Linked DNA regions of Cricetulus griseus: region 1 is linked to region 2. Evidence: chromatin contacts called from public Hi-C data. All regions are on one chromosome and are shown on one strand. The core of a region is the stretch at or near the end of the contact, and the rest is flanking DNA. Distances in the headings are between cores, read along the strand shown.

Region 1 (6,936 bases), core at 2,923-5,422, 120 kb after region 2:
TGGAATCTCTGAATGCCTTGGTTCTCAGTATTATCACTATTGAATTTTTTTCTTATTAAAGTATGTAGTTTTTAAGACTTTTTTCCTGACAGTATTATGTAATTTTTTAGCGTGGGTAGATGGGAGTGTCGCTGGTATGTTACCATACAGCTGACATGTATTTTTTGTCTATTCTTTATTATCTTAGTAGTTTCATGCTATGTATGTACCATAACCAACCTATTGCCTATGAGAAACATGTAAGATAATGTATTTACAGCCATTGTTACAAGTTTATAATGTATTTTTCTATCTTGTTTTATATGTATGTTATATAACATTCAAAAGAATTTTTTTCTTGATTGAGAAAAGGATACAAAATGCAAAATCCACAATTTTGATAACTGAAAATTGCCAATTGTTTTGCAGTACTTTATTATATTGGGTGTCTTGTCTTTCTTGGGCTTTTAGTTAGCTGATGAATGAATACATTAGACACTTCTGGGTTTTAGTTGGGATTTTACATAGCTTGCATTTTAATTCTTTGGTTCTTTGCTGTTTCTATTAACCCATAGCATTATTTTAATAAATGTTATAATACCAACCTACTAACTCTGGACTATGTCTGTTTATTAACCTTTATGTGTTTAATGAAAATAAGCAAAAATAAATAAAGTCTCGAGTTCCTGGACTAACACCGAAGAACGTGATCACAGATAACATAGTGTGACTTGTTTTCTGTGTTGTTTGTCAGCTGACAGTTGTGCACACTGCTGCTAAAAGCTTTGGGTGTACCAGCCTTTTACCTGGCAGGGGAGGTGCAGTGGAAATGGGAACAAAGCAGCATCTGTTTGAGTCATTCTCCTAGTCATGCCACTGGCCTTTCAGCATCTGCATTACTAATTCCACACTACATTTTTCCTGCTCCAAAATCATCACTGTCTGCTGACAGCATAGTCCAGAGATTTATTGTAATGATACACACCTTGAGAAACCAGTTTGATTTGTCGTTGATCCCTTCGTCTTAATTTCTACAAACGGGTCATTTTCAGTCACATTGTAAAGAGTCAATTTTTAGCCAGCTATTAAAGCTGGTCTGCTTCTCTAGGCAGTGCAGCCCAGTCTTGCCCCCCCACCCCCCAGTGTGTTCCAGATATCTTCTCAGATAATTTTCCTCTTACCACTTTCAGAACAGCCTAGACAGTTACATAAGAAATGCAGCAGCAATGAGCACTGTAATCTGTAACACTGTATATGATTAATTTCTAGCAGAGATACATTTAGGATTATTTCACTGTCCCTCCCATGTTTCATATACATGCTCTGTGTACAGAGACCTCTAGGTATAACTTCTTTAACACTCGAGTCTATTGTTCTGTCACAGATTCATAATTATCTTGTCTGTGAAAATAATTCTTTCATCTGATCGAAAAATAACAGGATGAATTTTGCTTTTGTAAGTAATGGTTTGTATTTTAAAATTGTATTTTAGAATCCTTAAAATTAAGGGCTGAGTTGTAAATCATAACTTTGTGAAAGTATAGTTTTATTTTGTGAGCCTGATCATTATTTCTCCTGTTCACACATGGAATAATTTCTGATAAGAGGAGGGGACCCTGTAGTATCATTGGATGTACAGTTTGCTATTGCCACAAAAAGTATGTGTAGTACTCTGAAAACTTGAAGATGCTGTCAGGCTGCTGTACAAATTTTCATGGTAATTTGTCACAACAGTTGATAAAGAACTTGTGTGCATGCAGTTAATATTCTCTGACACCTGTGCGTGCAGTGAGGTCCTTCACATATGGTTATGTTGTATTACCACCGTTCCCACTGCAATTGTTTTTCAGAGACAGTATCAAAGTATGCAAATAGCATTGCAAGTCACATTTTTATATCATTGCAATATTAAATTGTTGAGATGGGAAAGTTCTAGAGTCACTATTAGGTGATGCTGTTGATGAAATGGTTACCTGTTTTTTCATTCAAAAGGCTGTTGATATTAGTATACTTAGTAAAGCATTTTTCTTTAGGTAAAATATCTAGCAAAACATGATGCAAAGTTATATTCACATCATTGTAGTGCAGCATCTTGAAGGGGATTGTTGAAGTACCTTGTCCATAAAAAAAGTGATGTTTGTGTGCACATAAGAGAAGTGTTTGGTGAAAAGGGTGTGTGTGTGTGTGTGTGTGTGTGTGTGTGTGTGTGTGTGTGTGTGTGTGTGTGTGTGTGTTGGGAGGGATTGTTTGCTTGTGTGTCTGGAATGGGATGCCTGTCTATTCCTTGATGACAGCTCATTGGTACAGCATTCTCAGCTTGTGATTTTTCTTGGTGGAATGAAGCATGTTACCAAATTTTCCATTAATTAAGCTAAATTCTCTGAATGCTTCTTAGTCTCCCACATTTTTTAAGTGTATAGAATAACACTGTCACAAGCATTTAGTGCCTTTAAAGTGGGACTAATAGCTTAACCCATTTTATGGACAGTATCATTTTAGAATTATCCATGATACATTTAATACCTGATTTCTTCTATATAAAATTACCTAAATTGAGTTGTCTTTATTTTGAAGAGACTTGGGGAAAAAAGTTATCTGTAGCTGGTGCTCAATGCTGAATCAAACTGGTTAACCTGAAACAGGATGCACTCCTTTCTTTGTTCTGCTGTACTAATTGCCAGGGATTGGGAGAGGAGGAGCAGCAACTAATCCATGCTAGGGAGATGTGGGCAGCCGGTTCTTAGAACGGTGACATGATAAAGTGCAGGTCACATTACTTGAAGCTTGCTGCCCCTTGAAGAGACACTGGCAAGCACTGGGATAGTCTCAGCCCCCAGGGTAAACATTACTTTATATATCTCTAAAGGTTTTGTTATTAAAAGATTTGAGCCAAATATATCTATTGTGGGTTATAGTACATTGGTATGCAGAAAATTCTTGAACTTGTGGAAATTGTGTGTATATATATGAATTCATATATATGTGTGTGTATGTATATATGTATATATTTGTGTGCAGAATAGTGTTCCCAAATCACACATGAATGGAAAACTGCAAACGACTGTACACAAGGTACAATAAAACCTGGACAGTATGCATGTGCTGCATCTTCTCAAGCCAAAAGAATGAGTTAAAAGTGTGGCCTCCCCCCTCCAGACACAAATACCAAAGTAAAGTAAAGAGCACATTTAAGTTTTTATTGATCCTTTAAACACTGCTTAGAAAATTTAAGAATCTCACATTCTAGAATTCTTAGCAGATCACTGTTTAAAAGACAACGGAAATCAATGAACTACTATGTGGTCCTTGGCTGGTCTGTGCATCCAAAATACCACGTGCCTTTAGAAAAACATTGGTACAGTTTTTAGGTATTTTTGTAAATGTAAGAATTTCTTTGAAGAGGGCTAAGGATGTATCTCACTTGGTAGGGTTGCTAGCTTATCATGCATACCTACCACCATAAGCAAAAAGCATTGCTTATCAAATCTTAGTCTCAATTTATATGTGAAAATGACTAATATTGGTATCTTAAGCAAAGTGGAAGAGCTGCTAAGATTTCTCCCAGTAGCTTGATACCATTAAAAGCTTCCTTTGACAACTCTGTACTTTAAGGTAGCCAATTTTTCTTGTTATGCTTGTGTAAGTTCCTTTGCCCTCTATCTGCTTAATCACTGGGAGGGTACCCTTTTCATACACCTCCAATGGCAGCTAGCTGGCAACCATGGTACCAGGTATATAGACTGGCAGACCTGATCTTTTGATGATTTAGCAGATGTTAAAAGTCTAAAGATTTGAGTTATCCCCAAATCTTCTCTTCAAAGATCATAATCTCACATTAGTTGTAAGCCAAATGTTTTCCTTGTCTCAAAAATATTTTTTGTTAACCCCACTGCCACTCCTTAAGGTACCTAGATTCACACACTACCAGCTGTTTGCATTATCTGCCCAGGTTCAGAAATATGATTTGTATCTTTAGACACTACCCTTCCTTCCAAAATTTTGAGTCATGCCATACAGATCTTAATGTCTTCCTGGGGTGGGGAGAATCAGATGAATGTGATCTGTGAGTTGGTTGAGAATCTTACTACTGGGAAGTGACTCAACAAGTAACATGCTTGCCCAGCTACCGAGAAGTGACTCAACAAGTATCATGCTTGCCCAGCTACCCTGACAACCTGGATTTGATCCCTGCAACCCATGGTAGGAGAGAACCAAATGCTGTCTTTAACCTCAACATGGGTGCAGTGGCATGCACAACTCACACATACCACAAATACAATAAATATTTAAAAACCACTGTCATTCATACAATGTTTATGTCTTACAGTGAAGATCATATTAGCTGGGTGTCACTTGGGGATTTCTGCTTTTTTAAATTTCAACTAGTCTGGCTACAAAACTGTGTGCATAGACTGATTAAATTTAAGTGTATCAGCATCTCTTGGGTGAAAATGTATTACTCTGTTTTATGCCCCGCTTACATAGTGGTTACTTAATTGGATACTGATGAAAAAGTTATTGGTTGAACTGAATGGGAGCAAAGTGAGAAAAGTATTCACAAGTTTTTTCGAAGTACTGAGTTAGTCTTGTAATTTTCAGGATCATTCATTTCAAACTTATATAATGACCTCAGCTATGCTTGACACATGTTTGAAAAGTTACTTTTGTACTGTAGAATTCTAAGTAATGCAGCCTATAAAACTGAAAACAGGTTAGTGGAAAGAGTATAAACATTGCAAGCAGATGCCCAAAAGTTAACTTTCAGGATTTCAGGTAGAAAATGTAAAACTTGAAATTAGTGGGTAAAGTGTAATATGAAAGATCTGAAGCTAAGTTTTAAACTGGCCTCTAACAGATACATAACTCAGCAGGAAAAGGCATTCACCACCAAGCCTTAAACCCAGATGGTAGAATACTTGACCCCGACCCCAAAGCTGTCCTTTGATTTCTACACACGGGCTGTGGCATGCACACACACATAAAAGTTAGTATCAAAAAAAAAAAAAAAAAAAAAAACACGAGATAAGCAAGTCCAACAGTCTGATCTTCACAGAATTAGTAGTCAGCTCTTAGGTTTTGATTACAATCAGGACAGTCAATTTCAAAAGAATGAAAAAAAAAAAAACTAAGAAAAAGTGGCCTGCCCTTGGTGAGATCTAATGGTTTAAAGTGAGATATTATTCCCATATTGCTCTTGGTTTATGATACAAGCTGTCTTGCATGGGGAAAAGGGAACGAGATTTTTCCTTTAAGTTTTGCTTTCTGTTCTCCAAAGGGACATGGCTTTTATGAACTCTCAGTCACTGGTAGGCTCATCTCCACTAATTATTCTGTACATTGTCAGCTGATTGAAGAGCTATTTGTTTATGCTGAAGCTTCCACCAAGAAATATCAGCCCCACTTGTGCACTCACAAAGCCGGTGTGTCCACATTTTTTCCAGACTGAGTAGTCCACATAACTTGGGTTACATCTGAAACATGACACCCCAGTCAGATGGAGCCCCAGCCTAAAGCTCTAGCTAGAGTGACCCAACAGTCATTTATGGAAATGATTGTTAAGGACACACTAATGCCTCATTGACTAATACAAGTTGTGGAAATCATGACTGATTGGGAGTGAGAAAACAAATGCTCAGAAGTTCACTACTGAACATGTTCAGATGTTGGGCTCCAAGTGAGAGTCCTGTGACTGTTTTTGTAAAACTAAAATCAGTTGATTCTGACTTTCTGTTAGAAGCTATTACTAAAGTATTCCAATAGCTAAATATGAACAGAATGGACTGGGAGTGTACCCTCAGCAAGAGGGGACACAGAGCAGCTGCAAGGATCATGGCACATTGCTATGCTGCTCTCAGGACAGTTCTAGTTGGCCAGAAAATGGGAAAAGTTGGGCCTTGGAGAAGGGCTGCCTCACATGCTTCATACTATTTGTGTAACCCTATCTTCCCTGTGAGAGACTTGTTTTTCTCCTTTGGACCTAATGAAAGAAACGAGTGCCACCTTTAAGGTTCCATCCCTAAGTCCATCCATATGGGTGTCCTTGTCTCTATCCTACTTGGCACTTTTTGATAATGTGGGTGTTTTAAGGGCTAGCTCAATACCCCCTCACCCCTGTGCTTTTAAGGAACAAGGGGTTTGTATGATGGCTGTCACAGAGTTTAGGTTAACCAGGAGCTGATGGCAGTCAACAGAACTCTAACAAAGCAGCCTGGAGAAGGAAAGGTTTATTGTGGCTGCCATTTCGGGGTCTGGTCTAGCATAGTTGGGAAGTTGGCAGCAGGACCATTAAGCAGATGGTTACAGTGTCACATTCAGGCCTCAGTCTGAAACAGGAGTGATTACTGCTGCCTGGCCCTTTCCTTTCAATTCCATCCAGCACTCCAGATCTTGAAACGGTGCTACCAGCACTCAAGAGGGTAAAGTCTCAATGAACCTAATCTAGAAAGTCCCTCACACACCCGTCAGAGGTTTGCCTCCAAGATCAGAAACCTTGATCCTGGTGAAGTTGACAGCCACACCAACTGTTTATTCCTGTTATGTGCTTTGCCACAGTTCTGTGTAGAGATGAAAACTGATGTATCAGTGTTTTAGCCATGGTGCTATAGAAGAGGTTGCCCATGTGCAGTAGCAGGTGTTTCCCCTTCTAACTGCAGGGCTGAGGTCATAAGTCTACCAAGAAAAGATATAAAATAATTTTAAAGTTCAAATATTTATTGTTTGCTGTGTCGGACTTAGAACCTGGAGCCTTGAGTATACTGGCACAAACTGTTTTTGAGGGGGCAAAAAAGTACTTGTCAACCACTTAAAACTTGCAATTAGAAACCTACATATTTACAATATTCCTTAAGTTAACTTTCAGAGTCCTAATTTGTCTATAGATAAAGTATTTGTGTTAACTGGTGATCCTGGACATGCAACTGCAGCTTCAAGCCTCACAGAGGCTGGGAATATGGCTGT
Region 2 (7,809 bases), core at 926-3,425:
TTAACTTTTTCTATCAAGGCAACTTCATTTGCTCTATCAAAGTAAATTAAAAACAAACAAACAAACAAAAAAACCTCAAACTGTGGTCTTTTAATGAAACCGCCAGAAGCTACTGGCCATGGGTATTTAAAATTGCTTTAAAGATATTTGGTACCACATAATCTCAGCAATGTTCTTTAGAATTTGTGGAAAGCAAAGTTAAAACAAAACAAACCAACAACCACCCTACTTACGTTCACATTTAAAATACATTGACATGATGCACAGAAAATCATACATAGCCAGGGACAACTCTCAAAACGGCAGATCTGATAACCTTGCCGGCATTTTCATGGAGCCCGGTTATAAAGATCTTGCAACAAAACATGGATGATGCAGATTTAATGACTGACAGCTTCTATAAATCACAGCACTTCACTGCTGCAGTTCGGAAAATTGTTTCCTAAACAAATGTAAACGGCAGAACTCCGTCACAGTGCACGGAAAGCCCTTTTCTGGCGCACTGCTTTTGCTTTTTTTACTTTCTCCCCCAGTACGCAGAAATAGATGTTGACTCTTTCTTTCCACACCCCCCATCCCACCCGAACGTGAGCTCCTCACACACAGGCTCCCTTCTTCTGCGTGCGGGCGGCTCGGCAGCCGAGGAGGCTGGGTCCCTGCTCGGTTCCTCTCCTCTCCGACCGCAGCCGTGCCGTGAGGAGAACGGGACCACGCGTCATGCCGCCCGCCTGCCCGTGGGTGCGCACGCGTGTCCCGTCTCCGCCTACGGTTCGGGTGCCGCGAGGCCCGTCACGCGTGGGGTATGGCTCCCGGGGACACCTCACGGGAGCCCCGCAGCGGGCGATGCTGCGGCGCGGTCGCCCACGCGCGCCAGCTCAGCCGGCCGCCCACCGGCATCACGAGCGGGATGCGGACTCGTCTGCGCCTGGTCCGACGGCCGGGTCCCCCACCCCGCCCGCCCCGCCGGGTGGGCGCCGCGCCAGAACGGTTCCGGCCCGCTTCTCGGTCCAGAGGCCACCGCCGCTGCCCCCCCTCGCCCCCCACGCAGGCGCGCTCTCCGGCCGATAGGGCGGGGCGACCCTCGGAAGGGGCGTGGCCACAGCCCTCGACGCGCGCACGCGCCCTCGGCCTCACGGCTACGTGTCGGGCCACGTGATGCCCACCCGAGAGTGCCCCCAGTGAAGCAACAGGACGTTAAAAAAAAAAAAAATTCTCCTTTTTTTCTTTTCCTGAGGGGTGGCGAGGAAGGTGGACGAAGAGGTTTTAAAAAAAAAAAGAGAGAGAAAAAAATCCCCTCAAACTATAGTAACGCGCCGAGAGGCGAGGCCAGGGCGGCGGCGAGCGCAGCGCCCGCGCATAGTCCCGCCGGAATTCCTCTCAGCCGACGCGCCCGACCGCGCCCGCCGCCTCAGCAACAGCGCGCCGACGAGCCAGCGCCGCCGCCCGCGTCCCCTCAGCCGCGACCCCGGCCCCGCGCAGGCCGCCGCAGCCGGCGCGCGTCCCCCTCAGCCGCGGCCCGGCCCTCGGCCACCAGCCGGCCGTCCGTCCGTCCCGCCCGAGCGGCCAGGGGCAGGGGCGCCGGCGGCGGCGGGGGGCGGGAGCGCGCCTAGCCCCGTAACGGCCGCCCTGCGCGCCCGGCCCGCCGCCCGCCCCCGGCCCTGCCCGCGCCCCTCCCCCCGCCGCCGCCGGCAGCGCCGCCTGAACTGAGGCGAACTCCGCCGCCAAGTGAGTGAGGAGGAGGAGAGCCGCGGAGGAAGAGGAGGAGCGGCAGTCGGAGCGGCGGCGGCGGCGGCGGCAACGCGGGGGCGCCGCGGCGGACAGCACCGCAGACTCGCGAGCTTCGGCGCAGGCGGCGCGACCGGCCGACGAGCGGCCCCTCGACTCCTCGCGGCGCAGCGGCCCCGCGCCGCGCTCGGCCCCGAGACCCGCCTCCGCCGCCGGCCTCGCGAGGGGAGCCGCGCCGGGCGGCCGAGGAGCGGCGGCCGCGGCGCGTCGGGCCGGGCGAAAGTGCCTGCGGGGGGGCGGGCGGGCGCGCGGAGCCGGCCGCCCCGGGGCTCGGCGCGGGAGCCGGAGCGGAGTCGGCGCGGAGCGGGACGCCGCGTCCGAGCGGCCGGCGGCCGGAGCTCGCCCCGCCCCTCCCTCCTCTCCTCCTCCTCTCTCCTCCTCCGGCGGCGCGCGGCGGCGGCGGCGCGGGCGGAGTGAGCTGCGGAGCCTGGAATATGGTCGGGGAAATGGAAACGAAGGAGAAGCCGAAGCCCACCCCAGATTACTTGATGCAGCTGATGAACGACAAGAAGCTCATGAGCAGCCTGCCCAACTTCTGCGGGATCTTCAACCACCTCGAGCGGCTGCTGGACGAAGGTGAGCCTCTCGACCCCCGCGGGCGAGCGGGCGGGCGCGGCGGCCCGGGATGGCGGGGCGGCGGGAAGGTCAGGCGGGCGGGCGCACAAAGGCGGCGCGGGCGGCTCGCGGCGGGTCGGGGCCAGGGCCGGGGCAGGCCCGAGGGCGGACCCGGAGCTCGCGGGCGGCAGGGCGGCGGGGCGGCGGGGCTGCGGCCAGCTCCCGACGGCGCGGCAGATAGACACCCCGCCATCCCGACCGATCTGGCCGGGCCACGCGAGCTCTGCCTCGCCTCGCCCGCGGGGCCCCGGCTGGGGGTGCCCGTCTCAGTGGAGTTGTGTGGCCCGCGGTACAGGAGTGGACTCTTCGGGTGTCCACAGATTACGTAGGGTACCGAAAAGTAGTGCTTATGTGGCCGAAGGCGAGCACGAGCTGACACAGAGCACAGCACTTTTTTTGTCCTTTGTTTAGGGAAGCGAGAACTGTTTGGGAGTTTAACTTCACTTTTTTTTTTTTTTTTTGGGTGGCGGGGGGAGGAGTATGAAATACCGCGATGACAGACCTGAACGGAATCCGAGTTCGGAAGAACTCACTGGGGCGGAGGGTTAGCTCCAGGCGTAGCCGCCCGCGTCCCTGGGGCGGGGAGCTGGAAGTTTGAAAGGACGGGAATAAAATAGAGCGCAAGTTTGCAGAAGCCGAGTTGGGAGCGCTGCAGGGAGCGAAGAGTGGCTAGAAGATGCATGCTGGTCAGCTCTGGCAGTCCTCTAAGAACTTCTCTCAGCAGCGACCTGGAGTGTTAGTTCCCAGGAGCCGTGGGTTTCCGCGGATTCCCGGGGCGGCCTGTGGGGCAGGAGGACCAACAAGTCCGCTTTGAAAACCGTGTAGCGGGGAGTTTCCCTTTTGTTTTTAAAAGTCTCCAGGCGGGGGGCTGTCTGAAGGAAGCGGAAAACTGTGCTGATGTGCGGATGAACAGTGGATTTTAGCATCTTGAGAAGAATCTCGAAATATTTTCAAATACAGCTAGAGAAATCAAAATTTATGCTCAAGGAGCAGGCATATCAGGGAAGAACAAAAGACTTTGAATACCTCCGAGCTAAGAGCGAGCTTCTTTTGGGTGGGGAGCCATAGGCAGGACTTGAGGCAGAAAGCGCTCAGTTATGACGCCTGAACATGCATACAACAGTAACAAGTCGAAAGGGACATTTCCTACTTTTGGGTCCGCGTGTCTGTTAGTCTCAGACGCCTCGGAGGAAAGTTGTGCTGCCCCTTTAAGGGGTTTTGCCTATTTGTGTTGGCATTTGAAAGATTGTGGAGGCAGAAAACTTTCTGGAATGTCAAAAAAAAAAAAAAAAAAAAAAAAAAAAAAGGAGGGTGTGTGTGTGCTGGAACTCTTCAATTGAGTATTTCCAAATGTGAGCGCTAAGGGGCGCCAGCTATTTTTTTTTAACCTTGGAATGTTTGGAACAAAATGTCTAGCATGCTTAAAAATCTGACCTATATTAAGTTCAGTAGAAATTTAAATTTTAGGTGACTTCACCTGTCATTATTTATCCACAAATGTGATTTCAGAGACAACACCTAATTTACTGTTATTTTTTCACTTGGTGTGTTGTTTTCATGGTATTACTGTGAAATTTATGATGAAAATTATAGTTTTTTAAAAGTACAGTGTATGGGGAATCTCTTACACGCCTAGACAGCATTTAAAATGGATTAATATGCATTCTTAAAGTTCTCCGTATACTCAAGTGACATATTGAGATCATAAAAAGTTTGGAAATACTATAGGAGTTTCCTCGATTAGTTGTAAAAGGCTGCTCATGTAGTCTTTCAGACTGATCAGATATAACCACCTTAGTTTGAGGTTGGCATAAGTCAGCTGGAGGAATTTCAATTATGTCATTATTTCTGCACAGGCTTGTTTATTACTCTCTAGTTAGAAATAGTAACCCTTTGTGTTCCAAATGTAAAAGAAAGCTAGTTTAGGATTACAGTATTCAAAATAATATTTGTTTCTTTCCTTTTCCTGTTTTCTCCATCTTTCACCTCAGTCTGCCTTCTGTACTCAGGAGTCTGCATTAGGCCAGTATACAGAGAACTTCCATGCTTGTAGGTAGTGTGTTTACAATAGACCTCAGAATGAATAGGAAGTGTGATTGTTTTAATCATATCAGAGCAAATGTTGCAGGACAGGGGCTAGTCCTTAATGTGTTATAAGCCTTTTCCTGTACTTGCTAGTCTTATTATAAATTTAATTTGACTTGAAAATACTGGTTTCTTAAGTGCAAGATCATAATTTTCTTGCTAGATGACTTAATTGTGAAAATTGGCAACTTGTGCTTTACCCCCTTGTGGCCTCTCATTGTCCAAAAACAAATTAATCATGACTTGTGTTTGTGGTTAGGGATTACACTCTCCTTTGTCTGTAATGCTTGGCAGAAAGATTACTTTTAAATTCAGATAAAACTAAGTTTCACTTTAGGGATTAAATTGTTCAATGGCATTGAGATATTCTATTCTCTGATAGTTAGAAATTTTGAATGGGACTGTCTAGCAATTTTATTTTTAAAATACTTTCAAGCAGTGAGCTTTTAATATAGTTCCTGTTTGAGAATTTTCAGTTGACTAACAACTTTGGGAATGAAGTGTTCTTTTTTTTTTTCTTCTACTTGTTAAAACTTCAATGTTGTAGAAAGAGTACATTGATTCTTGCCAGTATAAAGTAGCCTGTAGTCTGTAATTTCGCTAGGTAATCAGTTCTACCGCTTGGTGAGTTGTGTCAGTCTTTCTTTTCTAGTATGTTTAGCAGGGCTGTTTTTGTAAGTTTGAAAATATATTTTAGGCCAGGTAAGTTCTGAAATAAAAGATAGAACTTGAGTTAGTATTTCTAAGACTCAAAGGTTAGCCCTGAATCACAGTAAAATGTGGATCTTAGACTGCTTTCTCTTCAGATTTTAACTGACCCTCCATACTGTCTCTAGTAAAGAACAGTTACATACACAAATTGTTTTAAAGACTTTCCTTTGTCATGAAAATGAAACTCTTGTAGTTGAATGCAAAGCATGTTTTTTTAAATAAACATTTTTGTAATAGAGTGTTGAAACTAAACAATAAAAATAATACAGAAAAGTATCAAGTAGAAGAAAAGAGAATGTGATACTTAACTTCATATTTCTAGTTTTAATTCATTAGATAGGCTTATGAGTGAGAGAGAAGCTGCTTATATGAAAATGAGAAGTGTGTGGTTTGTTAAAAAGGACAGTTTGAATCTTTATGGGTCTTACCAGAAAACCTAGAGTATAATTCAGGAAAAGTGAACAGATATGTTAGAATATATATTAATGGTTTGAAAATGTTTTTAATTTTCAGCTAACCCCTTTTTATAATAAAATTTCTGACTCATAAAACGTGAGAATATTTTTAATTAAAATTAGCTTTGTTAATTGTCTTCCATATTCATGTTTATCTTTGAGGATGTGTTCATTGTTGCGCATGTTATACCTTTCCTTGAATTTTTACTTTTTTTTTTATCTTTTTGGGCAAACCTTGTTTGTTCATAAACACTGTGGTTTAAAACTTTGCATAGCCACAAATGACTTGGGTTATATAGTTTCTTAAATTTTAGTTTTTCTTTTGTCTAAAAGACAAATCATTGTCAACTGTAGCTATTATTTGTGACAAACGGATTTTACTTAAGATGGGGTAATTAATCTGTTTTTTGGGAGCCAAGGCACTGCTCTCTAATCCTTGAAGAGTTATAATAAGCTGGTATTTGTCACCAGTTCTCTCCATTATGCTCCTCAGGACAGATCACAGCTCTTGCAGATACGATGGGAACAACCATTTGTATCACCCACTAGGTCACTTTCTTTGCATTCACACTGCACTTGGAACCTTGACTGCTCTAGAGGAAGAGGGTGGTGTGGTTCTTCAAGCCTTTCATAATTAATGTTTTGCTGTTAAATATACAGTACAATTGAGTTTATAGTAGAAACTATAAATTTTGATAATCACATTTCCCAGTGTATAGGGATGGTACCATTGCCCTTTCTGAAATGAATATGAGAATATAGAGTTCAAATATTTTATTTAAGTGAAAGTGAATGTGTGCCATGATAAGGACCCTCAGAGCTGTGCCCCAGATCTGCATTTGACCATTGAGGTGGTTTGTGAACATTATGTATCCCTGTTAATTGTGGTACTGTCACTATCTTGGAGCCACAGTTTCATTAGTTTCCCATCATATCAAGTGGTTTCTAGTATCCTAAAGGGAAACAGAGTTCTGTGACAAAATGAGACAAGTGTAATAACTGTTGCTGAGATCCTTAATAAAATGGGGTTAAGAAGCCCCCTCTTTTTCAGCTAGTATATTTAGATGGATGTTTTTATTTTTGTGTTTTGTACTAAGATAATTAATTAGAACATTTGATTATAAAGGGCAACCTTTTATAAACATAGTGGAAATGCACTTTTATTTGAGAAATTCAGTGTAGTGAATGAAGTTAGTTTGATGATGCAGTTGTAAGCAAAAATTACCCTTCTGTCTGAAATGGAATGTGTCATGACATTATTAGGTTTTGCTTGTTGATAATTCAGAGAATAAGGCAGTGAGCAACTTTGTGCTCTTAGTATGTCATTTGTTGTGGGGATAGCTAAGAATCTATTTTAAGGCTGAGGGAGGGATGATAGGGAAGTGGACTGATGTTAGGAGGTCATGATTAGAATTATGTGCCAGATTCTTTACACGGCTGACTTGACTATTTCTTTTCTTCTCTGCTCTTTATTTGGCATTGAAACAGTACAATAGAAATTTTTAAGTGCAGGAATATTTTTCCCCTTGCAGTGAGATTTCTTTAGGAAATTATATACCTTTATAAATTTTAGGGGACTCAGATTGCTCATTTGATGTTCAGGTGAGGTTACTTATAGCATTATTGTCAAGCAGCTCATGGGTAGTGCACGCCTTTAACCCCAGCATTCGGGAGGCAGAGGCAGGCGGATCTCTGTGAGTTTGAGGCCAACCTGGTCTCCAGAGTGAGTGCCAGGATAGGCTCCAAAGCTACACAGAGAAACCCTGTCTCGAGAAACCAAAAAAAAAAAAAAAAAAAAAAAAAAAAGGCATTATTGTCACTCACTCAATATAAAAGCAAAATAAGCCTAAGCACTAAACTTATAAATTAGTATAACTTGTTATGTTAGTGTGGCTATATAGGAAAAAGGTCTAGAAACACCATTTTCTGTCTGGTGATACTTTTTATGTGGTTATCACCATTGGAACTTAGATCTGGTATGTTTCTGTATGCTTTGTTTTATAGAAGTGTCTAACTGCTTGTGTCCAACTCAGAACTTGGTAGCAGATACTTTCATGTTTGAATTTAAGAACACATCAACAACTTACTCCTTTTGATTTCTAGTTTCTCTTAAAATGCTTTTAAATTAAAATACAGAGGTGGAATTAAACATTAATAC

The links. Hi-C and Micro-C count contacts between places; a contact is called where the count stands out from the background.
Region 1: a Hi-C map of fibroblasts shows a contact between it and region 2, with 4 times the contacts expected there. The contact joins the enhancer-like site here to the promoter of Qki in region 2. A contact is called at or near these places in 3 of 8 Hi-C or Micro-C datasets (the CHK-Q cell line, the CHO-K1 cell line and fibroblasts).

Annotation. Positions count from the first base shown.
Region 1 is chr2:290,605,244-290,612,179 of CriGri-PICRH-1.0, forward strand. It overlaps Qki (protein quaking), which reads left to right. Exons shown (of 8, transcript XR_003482378.2): 8 at 1-681. Among named protein-coding and RNA genes, the nearest start is that of Qki, 120 kb to the left of the region's middle. Within about 2 kb of position 4,173, at least 2 of the 6 cell types and tissues checked have open chromatin away from gene starts, as enhancers often do. A contact at or near this core is called in the CHO-K1 cell line and fibroblasts, where this site is marked.
Region 2 is chr2:290,488,519-290,496,327 of CriGri-PICRH-1.0, forward strand. It overlaps Qki (protein quaking), which reads left to right and starts at 2,176. Exons shown (of 8, transcript XR_003482378.2): 1 at 2,176-2,361.